Regions from separate parts of the Mus musculus genome. Here all the other regions are linked to region 3. A link is a contact called in public Hi-C and HiChIP or PLAC-seq data. All regions are on one chromosome and are shown on one strand. Each heading gives the region's core, a stretch centred on a gene start, on an enhancer-like site or on the middle of the called end of the contact. The rest is flanking DNA. Distances are from core to core; before and after follow the strand shown. Region 1 overlaps Atg10 (autophagy related 10). Region 2 holds the start of Rps23 (ribosomal protein S23). Region 3 overlaps Atg10 (autophagy related 10).

Evidence for each region. A called contact is a pair of places that touch in the nucleus more often than the background predicts. HiChIP or PLAC-seq counts read pairs in DNA pulled down with a chosen protein or histone mark.
Region 1: a contact with region 3 is called in a Hi-C map of cerebral cortex, with 1.7 times the contacts expected there. The contact joins two enhancer-like sites. A contact is called at or near these places in 1 of 15 datasets of contacts at CTCF or cohesin (the G1E-ER4 cell line), 5 of 484 Hi-C or Micro-C datasets (the 63-12 cell line, the G1E-ER4 cell line, adipose-derived mesenchymal stem cells and 2 more), 1 of 115 datasets of contacts at active chromatin or transcription factors (kidney) and 1 of 9 other capture datasets (embryonic stem cells).
Region 2: a contact with region 3 is called in an H3K27ac HiChIP or PLAC-seq map of embryonic stem cells, with 2.6 times the contacts expected there. The contact joins the promoter of Rps23 here to the enhancer-like site in region 3. A contact is called at or near these places in 1 of 39 promoter capture datasets (liver), 1 of 15 datasets of contacts at CTCF or cohesin (the G1E-ER4 cell line), 3 of 484 Hi-C or Micro-C datasets (the G1E-ER4 cell line, liver and nephron progenitors), 4 of 115 datasets of contacts at active chromatin or transcription factors (embryonic stem cells and memory CD8 T cells) and 1 of 9 other capture datasets (pancreatic islet).

The regions. Positions count from the first base shown.
Region 1 is chr13:90,966,257-90,968,956 of GRCm38.p6, forward strand. The region is part of intron 5 of Atg10 (autophagy related 10); the gene reads right to left. Among named protein-coding and RNA genes, the nearest start is that of Gm46434, 36 kb to the left of the region's middle. Within about 2 kb of position 1,380, at least 26 of the 459 cell types and tissues checked have an H3K27ac peak or open chromatin away from gene starts, as enhancers often do. A contact at or near this core is called in cerebral cortex, where this site is marked.
Region 2 is chr13:90,921,822-90,924,521 of GRCm38.p6, forward strand. It overlaps Rps23 (ribosomal protein S23), which reads left to right and starts at 1,301. Exons shown (of 4, transcript NM_024175.3): 1 at 1,301-1,378; 2 at 1,766-1,925; 3 at 2,505-2,625. The coding sequence starts at 1,375.
Region 3 is chr13:91,177,571-91,180,270 of GRCm38.p6, forward strand. The region is part of intron 2 of Atg10 (autophagy related 10); the gene reads right to left. Among named protein-coding and RNA genes, the nearest start is that of Atg10, 45 kb to the right of the region's middle. Within about 2 kb of position 1,276, at least 67 of the 459 cell types and tissues checked have an H3K27ac peak or open chromatin away from gene starts, as enhancers often do. A contact at or near this core is called in cerebral cortex and embryonic stem cells, where this site is marked.

The sequences.
Region 1 (2,700 bases), core at 130-2,629, 210 kb before region 3:
CAGTCAGATTGTTTGAGCGGGTATCTACGAAAGTAGGAGATACAGAAATTCTTTCCCTTAAAGCATTATTCTCATACATCTATTGAGAAGACGGTGAGAACATCAAGGGAACACCCCATTTTAAGGGCCGATGTCTCCTCTATCTATGATACAATAAAAATCAGAGAAAGTTTTGTAAGTCATTTTTAATGCTTTTGATTCTAATTTTAATTAAAATTTAAATAATTTTAACTCCCAAATTTCATCTTAAAATGGCAGTCAGTGTTTCCCTGGAATGACACGAATGCTAAACTGTAACAGCATGGCCGTAATCGTAACTATAATCTACATGGTTGGCTTATAATGATGATATGCAATGCATGAGAAGACAGCAGGTCAATAATGGAGCCGTGCACACAACGCTCCTTTCAAAATCTGTATTTGCATTTCTATTACTGAGATCATTTCCTAATAATGAAGTTGCCATGAGAGAAGTCCCCATTACGAAGGAAGCAGTGTTACAGAAACAGCATTATTAAAGCATCGCTGTGTACAGGAACTTTTATTAGGGTGATACAAGTTATATATCATTGTAATAAAGTTCCTATTATAACTTTAATTGCATAAAGCTGTGTTTGAGTATAGCAATGTGAGAGCTGCAGGACTTTTAATAAACTATCAAAATAATGCTTTGGTAATAGGATTGTTTAGCATAGTAATACTTCAGGGAAGACCAAGCTCACTAATGGATGATGCTTATTTCACTGATTATACATGCTCTATCAAGAATTAAAATGAAAAAAAAATGGGAAAGAGATGAGACATGATCTCTGATGCAATATGCTAATATATGCATGGAAACACACACATTAGTTCTCTTTAATATAACAAATCAATATCTCCAATTCATCTGTTCATGGAAGATTGTAATCTGGAAATATGGCCATCAATGACTATAATAATTAAAAGATTTAATGCTCAGGTTGAAGGCTTGCTGGCAATCTAAATGCTAACAAAAACAATGAGAAAACCTACAAACATGCTGACATATGCTGAAAAGTGCCTGCTAGAAAAATTAGAGACATATGAGCTTTAAGAACTTAAACACACACATGCACACATACCATGAATTGACTTTAAATGATTAATTTCTTCCCTTCAACCAAGAAACAGGGCTATACATTCATTATGTGCACACTCAAAGATGCTTGTACACATTGTCTGCTTCAGAGTTATAGCTACAAGTTAAAACTTCACTTAGGTTCACAACAGGGAACTTTAGTATATTTGTTATTTATGTATTTACACTTTTTTTTTTTTCAAAATTCTCTAATAGAGTCAGTCTTGGGCTGTTCCTCCTGGAAACATGTAGAACATCCGCCAGCAGAGACCGCCAGAGAGCCATCCACCACACTGTAGGCATGGATGCTAGGCTTGCTGCTGAGGAGAAACAGGCAGAGAAGGAGCCCGGCTGTGACAGGCTGACATAAGCTAAGGAGATGGAGACCACAGCCAGTGCTACAACCACCACATCTTCCCCCTCAATAGAGAAGCCAACGTCATTGGTTCTAGACTCCTGTGGCCTGTCTAGGAAGCAACAGCTGGCTAATCTGGAATCTGCTTGAAAAGCTAAGTGCTTTTCTTTATAAGAAAGCATCTCCTTGCCACAATGCCGTCTTCATACTGCCTTCCAGCTGTGAAGGTTCACAAACATGTGGGTACGGTCAACTTAAAACCCAGGATGTTCGTCTTCCCTAGTGACTCACGTGATTCAAAGGCAAACATGAGCAAAAAGCTCCTCTAATGCTATAGCTCTCATGTCTTTGCATTAACTGAGGGGCACTGTAATAGTTAGCTGGTATGGTAGTTTTTAAGATTACAACATTCTCCTTCAAATATGATCTAGCCAAACTACTTTGCACTGGCAATGAGGAAATCTATTTCTTAAATTCACAAATCTTGGAGTCTTTTACTTGGTACATTTTCATACTGAACAAGTACAGGGCTCAATTATTGTGTCAGTTGACTAAACATCTGCATATCTGCTATGTGGTGACACCCACATATTTGTAGAAATATCAGTTTTCATGCATAAAACAAAAAGTTTAAACCATGTAATTTTGAAAAATCTAACTTTCGCATTCCTTTAGTTTTACAGCTGACAACAGACACAGACCTTTTTCTTTAACTCAAGTGAACAACCCATTCTGTCTACTCAAGACCTCCAGAGACACCAACTCCCCATAGTGACAGGAAGAGCCTTTCAGATGAACACCTCCAGAGGCTCAGAAGTTCACTTTCACTGAAGGACTGTTTTGAAATCTCCTTTCACTTCATTGCTCTGACCCCTTAATTCTCCAAAGCATCTTTCAGCACCCCCACCCCCACCCCCACCCAAAGCACAGCTTCCACCAAACACTCCCATTTCTTTTCACCTATTGGAAGTTAGTCCCAAAATGAACTCTGGCGAGCATCTCTCCTCCAGCCGGCTCTAGTTCAGGCTTTTCATTCTTTCTCCGTTTTCATTCACTACAGAAACTCAAATGCTAACCTGATATCATCCCTTGCTCAATCATTTTGGGAACATAAATCTCTGTCAACAACCAATCAGAGCTCTGCGTCACAGGATAATGCCTGATTAATAGATTTGGGGTTTGCCTGGCTAAAAATCTATACCTACATGATAAAGTCTCAACTGCAAAGGTCTCTGTTTTTCTTGTA
Region 2 (2,700 bases), core at 51-2,550, 260 kb before region 3:
CAGGGACTGAGCAAATGGAGTTGACCCAAGCAAGCAGGGCCGACCGGGGAGCAGAGGTCCTAAAATTCAATTCCCAACAACCACATGAAGGCTCACATCCATCTGTAGAGCTACAGTGTACTTACATACATAAAATAAACAGATCTAAAAAAAAAAAAAAAAAAAAAAAAAGAATCCCCAGCTTAAATCTAAAGATTTAATATCAGAGGAGAGTTTCAGAAGGCTTTACTGCGGTAAAGTTCTGTTTGTTTGGTTTGTTTGGTTGTTTGGTTGTTTTTGAGACAGGGTTTCTCTGTGTAGCCCTGGCTGTCCTGGAACTCACTCTGTAGACCAGGCTGGCTTCAAACTCAGGAATTCACCTGCCTCTGCCTCTCAAGTGCTGGGATTAAAGGCATGCACCACCATGCCCAGCTGTAAAGTTCTGTAATGCCCAGGCTTTCAGAACCACTGTTGCTTTTTTTTTTTAATCTCTCAGTTCAATTGACAAGAGAACCACCTTTCACTTCTGGAAGGCTGTATCCTATGCTAAATATAGGCTCCCAGCTCAAATGTAACCTACAGGGATACCTTCTTAAAGTCCACCCCTTCACTAAAAAGCTTCATTTTTCTATAACATTTGTCAGTGTGTAAAGATATTTTTTTATATTTATAGGCTCTGTCCCTTTACCTAGAATATAAACTTAACGAGAAAAATCTTCGTTCTCTTAACTGCCAAATATCCAGTGCAAAGACATTAAAATTTTCATTTTTATGTGACTCAACATCCCAGAAAAACTACAGGAAAGATTCGGGTTGTAAAGGTACTAGAATTAAGCAAGGACGCACAACCAACAAATGTCAGCTCACTGTTTAAAGCTCAAGTCTGGCTAGAAACAACAACAACAAAAATAATCGATTTTTCATCACTGAATCATTGCCTCACTAAAATTTACAATTTACTGACGCTGGGAACCTCCTACTCCGTCCAGCCCCACCCCGCTCCGCCCTTTCCGAATTAGCACCGCCCAGCCCTGGGCCTGAGGTGTGGGGGGGTGGGGGGGTGGGTTGAGGGAGTTGCAGAGGACGCCTGCGCAGTGAGCAGTTAGCGCAAAGATTTCTGGGATTGGTAGTCCGTATTCCTCTAGCCTTGTCATTTGCCTGAAAAGGAAATAACAGCGTAAATGAAATTGCTTTGGATTTGATACATATTAAACAAAACTCTGTGTCTCACAAAAGTGGAGGCACTGAATCGTTTCCTCCACCCACACACTCCCCGGTACAGGCGCCGCTTGGACAGCCGCACGGGGCCTTCGGCTGGGCGGGGCTTCCCGCAATGCCTTGTGGGTCCTTCCTGCACCTCCTCTCTCTTTCTCTTGGGCCCGTGGCGCCGGCAAGATGGGTGAGCTGTGCGGGGCTGGGCTGAGGGGCCGCCGCAGGGCTCTAGAGCTCGGGATACGGCCTATCGTGGGGAGATAGAGCGGAGAGTAGGGCTGTAACCGGGCGGAGGTCGGGAGAAGGGGCGCCGTCCCGCGGGCACGTGGCCATACGGAAGAGTTCCTGCGGCCTTCGGGCGGCCTTGCCGGGACCCATTACCCTGGAAATTTAAGTAAGCGTAAAGGCCCCAGCCTGGGTTTGTGTGCAGCTCCGAGTTAGGGGATTTCGAGGGTAATTGGCCCACGTGCTAAGAGGAGCCACAGGTCTCTGGCGCAAACGTCCCTTCTGCTGAAGCTCGTGTGCGGAAGCGCGGGCTCGGTTTGCGGAGCATTCAGTGATGTGTGTTTTTTAGGCAAGTGTCGTGGTCTCCGAACTGCCCGGAAGCTCCGCAGTCACCGACGGGACCAGAAGTGGCATGACAAACAGTACAAGAAAGCCCACTTGGGCACAGCCCTGAAGGCCAATCCGTTTGGGGGTGCCTCTCATGCAAAGGGAATTGTGCTGGAAAAAGTGTAAGTCAAAAGCTGCGCGCTAGAAGCGATGGTTTACCGTAGTTGAGAACGAAGTAGTTCTTCAAAAGTCGCAAAAGATCCTGAGCCTGCGTTGGTTGGGGTTTTTATAAGGAAAAAATGGGAAATGTGCTTGTTTATGTTCGGCCAGGGATGAGATTACTAAAGTTTTTAATTTCGGCTGTAGTCTGGAAGGAATGGAAGAAGTAAAAGTAATATAGTACATACTAAAGCATACATTGAACAGTTGGGGGGGGGGCTATACCTTAAGCAGCTGGTACATTCTTAGTATCTTTTTGGAGTTGAGAAAATTCCTTTTCTGGCATGTTTCTGGTGCATTGGCTTTTTAGAGTGATGATTTTTTTTTTTTGTGTGTGGCGTTCACAAATTTCGCAACAAGAGTTTGAATCCTCATTTTTACCACTCCAGTGGCGCTAAAGTTCGATTTTGCCTGTAAAAACTTCATTAAAATAGTGGCATCTGCAGGATTTGAGACTGGATTGACTAGGAGCTGCTTCTACTTTTATTCTTAATCGAATTTTAAAAACCTTACTGACTTCACATGTGCCATTGATATTGCAGAGGGGTTGAGGCCAAACAGCCAAATTCTGCCATCAGGAAGTGCGTCAGGGTGCAGCTCATTAAGAACGGGAAGAAGATCACAGCGTTCGTGCCCAATGATGGCTGCCTGAACTTCATTGAGGTGACTTATTTTATTTCTTTTAATATTTAATTTGCCAGGTGGGTATTTTAATTGCCACTGATACCTAAAATGGCC
Region 3 (2,700 bases), core at 26-2,525:
AGAGAGAAGAGAGAAGAGAGAAGAGAGAAGAGAGAAGAGAGAAGAGAGAAGAGAGCAGTATTAAAAGTCCCTGGCTCATAGCAATCCACTCACTACACATCCATGGCTCACTAGGGTGCATCATCTACAACACCAGTTGACATACAGAGGACAGGGATTTGAAATTCACTCATAGCACTGATGATCTGAGAAGCTTAGGCTCAGGGTCTGATAGGTAGAATGGAGATATGCCTAAGAAACTTGAGATTGTTGCAATAAAAAATACATGGGCTGACAGTGAAGTTCAGTGGCAGAGGACATGAAAGGCCAGCACTCAGTCCCCAGAGCAAAGATGACAAATACATTTTACTGTATTTTCTTTTTAAGTGGTAGAGGCTAATCTAGGCATCATGTGTGCTAAGCTAAGTGTTCTATCACTGTTATACCCAACATTTATCATATGCTTCTATATTACTCCATTTTTAATGCAAAGTTTTCACAAAAAATATGTGCTCCACTGTAAATTTTTAAAATTAAAAAAGATCAGAAGAATGAATGAATTGAAATAGTCATCCCTGGTAATTTTTATCCAACTATCTGGGAGTCCATTACCACCAAAAGACCAAAGAATTGGGGTAATATGAAGCAGGAAATAAGTTTTCTAGCCAGTTCTACAAAAAAAACAAAATCAGAAAAACACTGCATACCAGCAGACATATGGTAATAAAAACAGAAGAACTGAACAAATGAAACAGAGGGAAGAGAATTAAACTGAGCACAGATTTGCAGTCGCTGATTTTAACCAATGAGGCAAATCAAAAACTCCATGTGCCACACTTGTGAGACATATAACTTTGCACATCCCCAGTGATGTCCCAGCATGTATTACTACTCAAATACACCTTATATTAACCAAACGGTTTCCTTCATCGGCCCCCTACGTATCTGAAGGAACCCAGAGTTGTCTTCTGTGTCTCTTCACAGACACACACCCTGGTCCCACTGCCTTGCCTGGGCAGGCCCAGCCCTGCCTGGTGTGGGCAGAGAAAGAACTGCAGGCAGCAACATGCTGCAGGGGCCCCAAGGCTTAGCAGGCACACAGCTAAGATTCTTTCCATACAGTGATGCCAACAGGTAGAACAGTTGAAACAATGTGGTCCTCCAACCACAAGACTTCTGACTGACTAAATTCTGCCAGGGAAACGAGGTATCTGCAGGTCATGCACGCTAGAGGAGGCTATGACCAGCCTCAACTCAGCCTTTTCTGCTGAACACAAACCCCTTCTTGTGCCAACTCTTTGTCTCCAATACAAACCCCTCACCAACTCCTCCCAGACCTTCACAAGGTGGGGCTCGCCATTCCACGTATGGCTCTGCCTCTAATTACTATTTACTGCATTTGCATATGTGGGCTTTTTTCTCATTATAATGTCATTAGCATTCGAAGGAGCCCCGTTGCCAGGGCAACCAGGAATGGTGAATGCATAGCACAGCCTTTAATGAAAACTTAACCCTACTTTGTTTAATTCCCAGTATGTTCTGGCTCACTCACTTTTGTGGTCACAAGAATGGAAATACCCTACAGTTGCCCCCCTTTGTTTGGCTATGTGGTATTTGTAAGCCATGTGTGTTCTCCTGAATTTACTAACACACACTGTTTTTCCTAACTAACCTTGATAACTTCCTTCCATATAGTAAATTCTTCTCATCAACACTGCACCCTCAATCCACTGCTTTGCATACCTGCAACAGACTCCATTCTCTATACATTTCACAGCTTTGGTGATTTGCAGACCCAATACTCAGGATTACCCACTTCTGAAAGCATTCTAAACTGCTTGGCCAAGGAGTAAACTCACTCCTGTAAGACAGCCTGCTCAGAGAGCATTCTTCAAAAGGAGATCTGACGTGACCTGTTGAGCCCCCACTGCCACAAACGGTCTTATCAAATCCTTATATTATAACAACAAGGGTTTGTCAACTGAGCAGATCAAGGATTAACAAAAACAAGTCATAACAGGCAAAATTTTTACTTAGCACCAGTAAAAATAAAATCCTAAATTTAGGCAAAAGAATCCAATTAAACAGACACTGGAGCTACTAGACATGCAAGCGCAATGCTAAGCCACAGGGGCTCCGTGTCACCAGGAAGAAGCACGTGTGCCAAACTGCCACACTCGGAAGCTCTGGGACTCCATCTGCAGCTGTTATACTGACTGGACAAGATGAGGACAGGGGGACAAAAACAGTAACACGAAAACACCTGATGCAAGCAAAACTGTAACATGAATTAGCAACTAGTGATCACCGCAATGTCCTTCTTCCTCAGTTAGGATTCTTTACAATAGAGGAGAAGACAGAGCCCTGCTGCCAACTAACAGAAAGGTTAGGGAGCAGGAGGTAAAGGCCAGTGGGAGCTGAGCTCTGGCTTGGGACGCAGCTGACTTGGCAGGGTAGACCTGTGAGGATGCCTTTGCCTGGGAGACACGTTTGATGATGGAACTACTCTGCACTATCTGAGAGGCAGGCAGACATCACAGGGAACCACCTAATCCAACTAGGAAACCAAACTTCCCAATGTTATTTAACCTAAATCTGTATTTCAATTACCACATGTGAGCAGTAGCTGCCACATTCTGGAGTGCAGCTACAAGGATAACAGGCAACTACTGAGTACATGTGACGATGCTGAAAGATTAGAGCATGCTCTCCAGCTTTCCT